Linked DNA regions of Sus scrofa: region 1 is linked to region 2. The links are chromatin contacts, called in public promoter capture Hi-C maps. All regions are on one chromosome and are shown on one strand. Each heading gives the region's core, a stretch centred on a gene start, on an enhancer-like site or on the middle of the called end of the contact. The rest is flanking DNA. Distances are from core to core; before and after follow the strand shown.

Region 1 (4,051 bases), core at 794-3,293, 210 kb after region 2:
GACCCCTGGAGATTAGAGGTGTAACATGTGGCCCTGGAACAGAGTTCTTTTTTTTTTTTTTTTGTAGCAAGCTGTCACATCAATGATCCTATAGTAGTGACTTAGCTATTATGCTCCGCTTTAATAGAATTAACTGGCAACAGCCAATGGTGGATATTATTATTGCTGCCAAAGGCATATGGAACTGAATTTTGGGAACACTAAACTTATTTTGGACTTATGATTTAAACATATATTTCCTTTTCTGGGAGCTAAGGTTCTTATTGAGTGTAGATAATTATAAGAGTATTGCCCTTTTCCTTTTTTTTTTTTTCTCTTTTTAGAGACACTCCCTCAGCATGTGGAGGTTCCCAGGCCAGGGGTCCAATTGGAGCTGTAGCTGCCGGCCTATGCCACAGCCACAGCCATGTCTGTGACCTACACCATAGATCTCAGCAACGCCGGATCCCTAACCCACTGATGGAGGCCAGGGATTGAACCTGCGTCCTCATGGATACTAGTCAGATTGGTTTCCACCGAGCCACGACGGGAACTCCCAAGAGTGTTGCCCTTTTTGCCAGAAAGCTTTTTTCAGTTAGCAGGTATCAGAAGGCAGAAACTATGTCTTTTTCATCTGTTGTCTTTCTTATGGTGCCCAGAGTTAAGTTTAATAGTAATTTATTTAGCAGAGACTTAGAATCTACTTGTTGGCTTATTTATTAATAAACACAGATGAATTGAGTTATTCTAACCTTAACTTTATTAAATATCAAAAGTTTAGCATTTATTGAGGTCCAGAGCTAGGTAGACTCTCAGGAGGTTAAAGGACTTTCTGGCAAGGTGGGGGAAACACAAAATAGATGTGATATTCTTGATATGTCCTGGCATCTACAGACATTTAAATTAGGAAAAAGGTAGGTGTGTGTGTGCATGTGTAGAATTTGAGAAGGCTCTTTGGACAAATGACACATTTCTCAGGGTGGCTTTTGGACTTAGGTAGGGAAATGAGTACAGGAGAAATGAAGTGGGACAAAGGGAGAATTTTAAACCAAAGAAGCCATTCTAGAACGGAAACCATTGGACCTGCACTTAACTCTGGCTTCAGTGTATGATAACATTTATGGAGTAGTTTCTATGGGTCAGACACTATACTAGGCATGATGGAAGATTAAAAATGAATGAAGCAGGTTCTCAAAGATTCTCTAGTGGGAGAAAATTTTGCACAGATTTCCCTAGAGAAAGCTGAATATATTAGGTGACACAAATGTATAGTAACAAAGTGCTGAGGAAATTTGGAAAATTTCCTGGTCATTTCTGGCTGCAGGATCTAGGAAGGAGGATGTTCAGAGTTGAAGGATCAGTAAATACTAGTAGATGAAAACGAGTTGGCTTATTTTTATCTTTAATAGTTTGTACCCCCAATTTATTACCCTAAAGGATAAAAAGGTGCAAATGAGGGTACATTTTCTTCATAAATACATGTTTCCAGTTCCTTACTCGCAGGATATTTTCTTATTCAGTCTCCCCGGAGTCCCACAAAACGAACCAGCAAGGTGGTGCTTCCTAAGTACACAAGACACTGAAAGAGGCGAAGACAAGAAACTGGTGAGAAAAGGTAGCATTCTTTAAATTGACTTCTCTGAGGATTACGGGACATTAAGACTGAAAATATTTGTAAACCAGGCTTTATGAGCAAGAACACAACTGCCTTAAACTCAGAATTATCTAAGAGCTCAGTAACTTCTGGGCAGAAACTCGGCCCAGGTCGCTCGGGGCTCGAGCCAGCACGGGCTGGTTCACGGGCGCAGTTATCTCTCCGGAAGGCTCTGAAGCGCGGCGAGCGCCTCTTGCCGCTTTCCAGGTCCCTACCCCTAACAACCCAGGTCTGCCAGCTCTTCTCTCCCCTGCACCAGCGAAATCTCGGCCAGGCGGAGACATGTGTGCGCATGCGCGCCCACCGCCCTGAGCAGAGGAGGTGCTTCTGCCCTCAGGAGCGCGCACGCCGCGCCGAGGGGCCCGGACGCGCGCGCTCCCGACCCTCCTCCTCCTTCTCGGCCCGCCCCTCCCTCGCCTCTTCCTGCCGGGCGGTCCTCCTCCCCTCCCCACTCCGCTCCCTCCGCCTTACTCCCTCCGCCCTCCTAGGGCTCCGGCGGCTGTGGAGTGAACGGGACGGGCCCGGCCGCAGAGCGCGGGGCGGCGGGTGGGACTCGAGCGCCTGGTAGAGTTGTTCCGGCCCTGTCCGCGGAGACGTGAGGAGGTGAGGCGAGGGCGGCCTCCTAGGGGCCGGTGGGCGGACGGGCGGCCCGGAGCCGCCGGCCCGGCTGGGGGTGTTGTCCCTGGGGCTGAGCCGGAGGAGGATTGTGGTGGGGGCCGGGCCCGGGACGGGATGCGAGAGGACTCGGGAGGAGGGTTTAGGATTGTCGGTCGCTTCCCCGACATCGCCGTTCTCCCGGTGGCCGCCCCCCGCGGCCCGAGCAGGCAGGCGGCAGGCTGGGTCGGCGCCCCTCACCTGGGGCGGGTGGTGACGGGTGCTCGCTTTCAGCTGTGCCCTCCTGACATTGTCGCCGCCTCCGCCGCTGCCGCCCGCTGCTGCACTGTGGCTGCTGCCGGGTTCGAAGTCCCAGCAGCCCCACGTCCGGGGGCGAGTGGTTAGGATTTTCTTACCCACATTCAGACATGTGTTCTTGACCTGGTCTCGCCCTCGCGCTCCGCCTGTCTCCGCCCGGCGGCACTTTGCTCCGCTCTTGCTGTTGATGCTTGTGGTTTTGCAGTCTGGGATGGGCTGCGTCCTGGGCAGATCTCTACCTGCAAGAAATGCCCCGCTTCAAAGTTGACCGCCTGGCCATGTCAAACAACCCCTGTCCAGGTTGTATGTGCTCAGTGTCCTGATAACTGAGTCAAAGTTTCTGAGACTGGGCTAGTACTTTGCACTGGTCGCCAACGGTGCAGGGCTGGGCAGTGCGTCAGCATGTGGAAAGGGGCCACCGGCTAGCAGGAGGTGGCCGGGTGTTAGGGGACTGGTCTGACAGGGTCTGTTTCTGGGTCCAGGTGCTTGTGTATTCTCCTTGTACACTCAGATAGGATTATCTTAGAAATGTACCAAAATTAGATGGTCACTTGCAGACTTGAGGGTTTCATGTAAGTAATGAGAAATGCCATCCTCATTATTGCTAATGGTAAGGAGAACTTTTGCTTGCCTGACAGATTTCAGTGCTGTCTGGAAACTGATTTCAGGGTCTGAATGTTTGGTACTGGAAACTTAAGGGATTTTTAAAAATACATTTACATTTTCTTGTACATGGAGGGAAGTAGGTAGTTGCCTGTTAGAATTCTGAAAACATAATTATCACGAAAGCCTTCTGACTTTTCTCATGAGTGTTTATGTGTGGCTTCTGTTGCACTTTTGTAGTATATCCAATAGTCTGATGTCAGAAGATACAAACATGAAGTTTGCTTGTGGGCAAATTGGAAGTGGATTTTGTCCATGGAAAATATTGGTGCACAAGTTGCCAGTACTGGAAAACTGGCCTGTGATTCATTATCTCAACAGAGTCTTATGTGAAACTGACAATGAAATTACAAAGGAGAAAGACCAGATAAATTTAATGTATACATTATCATCATATTATATTAAACACTCAGTGGTTGGGGGGGTGAGTTGAGACTCTTGAGTTAGAGTCGTGTCTCTATTGGAGTTCCCTTTGTGGCTCAGTGGTTAACGAATCCGACTGGGAACTATGAGGTTGTGGGTTTGATCCCTGGCCTTGCTCAGTGGGTTAACGATCCGGCATTGTCATGAGCTGTGGTGTAGGTTGCAGACGTGGCTCGGATCCCACGCTGCTGTGGCTCTGGCGTAGGTCCGGTTAGACCCCTAGCCTGGGAACCTCCATATGCCGAGGGAGCGGCCCAAGAAATGACAAAAAGACAGAAAAGAAAAAAAAAAGTGTGGTGTCTCTATTAAGCCAGGCAATAATGTGCCCTGATATTACCCACACCAAGTCATGTGGGGAGGAATGGATGTAGTTGGGCAGTGTTTATATGTGAATGTATTATATAGCCAATATTGTATTCT
Region 2 (4,192 bases), core at 505-3,004:
GGTGAGATGGACCGTGCACATGTGAAAAATGGCAGGGAATTTTAGTGTCTAATGTATACTTAGGGCAGTTGGAGGAGCCATTAACAGAAGCTGTTTAGGGGAGACCTCAGAAATGGATGGCTTTTAATCTGGATGTTAAAGGATTGGGGGATTTTGACTGATATAGTAGAGGGATTTCAGCAACACAAGAGGGCTAAAAAGGAATAAATGGGGCAAAAGCACAATCTGTGTACTGAAAATGCCCAAATCTCTAGCTCTAACCCTTCCACTGAACGCCAGACTGATTGTTTCCTGGACAGTTCAACCTGGAGGTCCTGCAGGTTCCCTAGTGAAATATGAGCAAACTAAACTCACAATCCTCACCCACACATCTCCTTTTGTGTCCCCCAATTCAGCAGACAGACCCTCAGGTACCCTGTCATCCAATCCAGAAATCTGATAGCCACCCAGCACTCCTCCTCTCACCTTTCTCATTAGTCGGACCCTAGATTCTATGCACTCTGTGTCCTGGCTCTCTCACTGCTTTAGTTCAGGCCTTTATCATTTTCTGATGCCTGGAAATTTTAATCCAACTTGTGCTAAGATAAGTGAAACTCATCTCACTTTTTAAAAAATAAGATCATGAGATTGACACACTAGGGGAATTGAGACACCCAATTAAGTAAACCAAAAGATAAATACTACTCTCTTGTAGTATTTTTGTAGATGAGACATGAAGGGGCCAGGAGCTTCTCCGCCTGACTTGGGGCCCCTAGGTCTAGAGAAGGGAGGGTGAATGTGGGCACTGAATCTTCTCAATCTTCCCATGGCAGAAAAAGACAGGCATGTAGTGCTGGAAGGACTGTCCAAGGTGGTCTGTTGGGCAAGTGTGGTCTGCTGGGCAAGTGTGGCTGGAAGCTAGGAGGTACTTGATGTCTTGCATGATCTGAGCTCAACTCTGTGGCCCTTTTAAGAACAGAAGCACAGAGTGGGAGAGTGGAGGCACTGAGGGAGCTATGGAAGGCAGGGTGATGGAGCAGAGAGAACTTTGCCATTCCTCTCTCCAGCTGCTTGTCTGTGTTTCCCATTTTGTCCCTCAGCTACATGTGGAAATACAAGTGGAGGCCGAAGGGGCCCTGGGAGCTCTGTTAACCACACAGAAATACCAAGGTGGTCAAGCCACAGACTCATTTCTAGCTTCCTGTAAAAAGATCAAGAAGGGAAGGTGCCTGGTGTTGAGGGCTGCAGCTCTTTGTCTAAGGTCACTGAGACCTTGGGTGGGGGCGGGGGTGGTGGTGATGGGAATGGGGGGAGACAGGGCAGGCAAGGGGGAATCAAGTGGGAGGAGGAGCAAAAAGGGAGTTAGGAGGCCCTAACAGATTAAATTTGCCTTCTTTTCAGATGTATGGCAGGCCCAGGAGTTCCCCTTAGAGTATCTCCTGGACTGCTGTGAGGGCTGGCACTGATGCAGCATCTTTGTACGAGGGAAGACATCCCTTTTGTTTCTTGGGTTAAGAATCCAAGGTGTGGCTTAGAGAAAGGCCTTACCCAAGAGGGGGATGGGAGGGAGGGTGGTTGGAATGACGTCTTGCAAACAAGTCTTTGATTATAACTACCAGGGAGAGGGCCTGGTCTCAAAGGTGTCGAGGTCATCCTGATGAGTCCCTAGAGGTCAGAAAACCCACTGAGGGCATGCAAAAGGAAAGCTCACCCCTCTTACCTTTTTCTAGCAGCTACAGTTCCTATCCCACTGGAAAACATGGTCGCTAATCTTCCACAGGTCTGGGCGAGTGGAGATAGTGTGGTCTGAGGCAATCCCTCTGAACTGGTTCTTTCATCTAAATCTGACTGAGGTTCCAGAGGCTCAGGTGGGGGAAGGAGCTGGTGAGGAGGGGAGAACTGAGGTCAAAGGCTGATGACCAGCTCCTGGGGTTAAGCAAAGTGTGCACCCAGTGTTGTTTAATAAGTAGAGAAGTTTTAAAGTTCAGTCAGGTCCAGAGAAAAAAGGCCTACCTTTCTTACTCAAGACTCTGTCACTCTCCTGTTCATCTTTATAGAAAAGCAAAAGGAGGACATGTTCACAAATTCAAACTTAAAAAATACCTAACTGAGGAGAACTTGGTCTGTAGGAAATTTTTTTCATGGTTAACTAAACCAGGAGGTAGAAAATAGTGTATTTTCTCTATAAATAAGCAAACAGAATGCATTACATTTTTAAATGTTTGCTGTTATATTTACTTATTTGGTTATTGGGGAGGTGAAGGGAATTCAAACTAATGGAAATAAAAATCAGAGTTATTTTTATTTCCATCTTCCTAAATAGCCAAAAACAGTATCACAAGGATTGTCGCAACTGTATTCACAGGATACACGTATGGTGCCTTCTCTATGATTAGAGACTCCTTGAAGATGGTATAGTCATAGGAGTTCTAAAGAGTTTCTCTACTCATTAGACAGGAAACTTCTACCTGGACTGAAGTTCTGTCTAAGTTCTTAGCTTATTTAGACCCTGGATACCTTGAGGGCCTCATGTACAGTACGAACAGTTAGGAGGAACAGTCCTAAAAAGCCCCAGAATGGTCAGAGGCTCCTTGTCACTCTGGATTAAGGACAATTGTAAAGTTTCCTGTCCAACCACTTGTGTTCTGCAGTCACAAGAGTATTACCTGAGTCAGCACGCACTGTTCTAGGGGCTGGGAGCTCCAGTCAGAAAGACATGAAGCAGTGATTTTATATATATGTGTGTGTGTGTGTGTGTGTGTGTGTGTGTGTGTGTGTGTGTGTGTGTGTGTGTGTGTGTGTGTGTGTGTGTGTGTATATATAATTTAAATATATATGTAAAATCTGTAACACATCAGTGAGTTGTTAACAAGAGCCACAGAGAAAAATACAACAGGGCAAGGGAAAAGAAAGTGATGGGAGGTGGTAAAAAGGTTACTGTTTTAGAAAGGGGTGGCAGGGAGTTCCCTGGAGGCCTAGCAGTTAAGAGCCTGGTGGGGCTTGGGTTCAATCCCTGACCTTGGCCCAGGAACTTCCACATACTATGGAGATGTGGCCAAAACAAGGGGGGGGAGGGGTTAGGAAAAGCCTCCTTAATGAATTGACATTAAGGGATCAGGAGAAAATGAGGGAGGGAGCCACATAAATATCTCAGGAAAAGCTTTCCATGTAGAAGAAATAGGAAATACAAAGATCTTGGAGTGAGAATATGCAGTTCAGACCTATTATTCCAGCTTGAAAAAGTTGTGAGACTTGCGCCTTGACCTTCAGGAAAGCAGATGAGGGGACCCTGAACAAGGTGTAAAGGAGGTCTGGTGAACACCTGTGGGGAAAGAGATAGAGGTGCAGATACCACCTGGCCAGGTAGTGAAGAACTGTACATCAGGGGTTGGGTTGAATTTTTTTTTTCATTCATTCATTGAACCATATGATCATTTAATTAGGAAACATTTAATAAATACTTGAGGATATAAAGATGACTTTGCTCTCAAGGAGCTCCTCGCTTCATAGACCCCAGGCATGGAGATAAGTATCCCAATCAATGCTACTGGTCTTCCGACTACAGTATGTATAGAGGAAGGGCAGACAGGTGGGTGCAAAAGAAGGGGAAGATCAAGAGGTAGAAGTGTTGTGATAAATTTGCAAGACTTGAGATTTAAAATCTTTTCTTTCTTTTTTTTTCCTTTTAGGGCTGCACCCGTGGCATAAGGAGGTCCCCAGGCTAGGGGTCTAATTGGAGCTGCAGCCACTGGCCTATGCCACAGCTACAGCAACACCAGATCCGAGCTGCATCTGCGACCTACACCACAGCTCATGGAAATGCCAGATCCTTAACCCACTGAGTGAGGCCAGGGATCGAACCTGCAACCTCATGGTTTCTAGTCAGATTTGTTTCCGCTGTGCCATGACGGGAACTCCTAAAATCTTATTTTAAAATAAACTTAGAGTAATAGAAAAGTTGCAAAAATAATACAAAATATTCTTGTATACATTCATCTAGACTCCCCAAATGTTCACATTAACATTTTATCACAATTGCTTTTTGCTTTGCTTTTCATATTTGATTCTTTATTACTTTTTTGTACTGTTTAAGAGTAATTTGCAGATATAATGCCCTTTTACCCCTACATAGTGTGAGGTTCCTAAAAACAAGGACATCCCCTTAGATAACTGCTGTAGAAGATCAAAGATGGGAAATTGACTGTGATATAGT

What was found. Promoter capture Hi-C pulls out the DNA fragments that hold promoters and counts their contacts.
Region 1: a contact with region 2 is called in a promoter capture Hi-C map of liver, with 4 times the contacts expected there. The contact joins the promoter of RABGAP1L here to the promoter of SERPINC1 in region 2. A contact is called at or near these places in 1 of 5 promoter capture datasets (liver) and 1 of 47 Hi-C or Micro-C datasets (liver).

The regions. Positions count from the first base shown.
Region 1 is chr9:116,400,375-116,404,425 of Sscrofa11.1, forward strand. RABGAP1L (rab GTPase-activating protein 1-like) reads left to right here and starts at 2,044. Exons shown (of 26, transcript XM_021102607.1): 1 at 2,044-2,236.
Region 2 is chr9:116,191,346-116,195,537 of Sscrofa11.1, forward strand. It overlaps SERPINC1 (serpin family C member 1), which reads right to left and starts at 1,755. Exons shown (of 7, transcript NM_001129958.1): 1 at 1,700-1,755. The coding sequence starts at 1,740. All of the region lies in intron 1 of LOC110255512 (a long non-coding RNA gene), which reads left to right.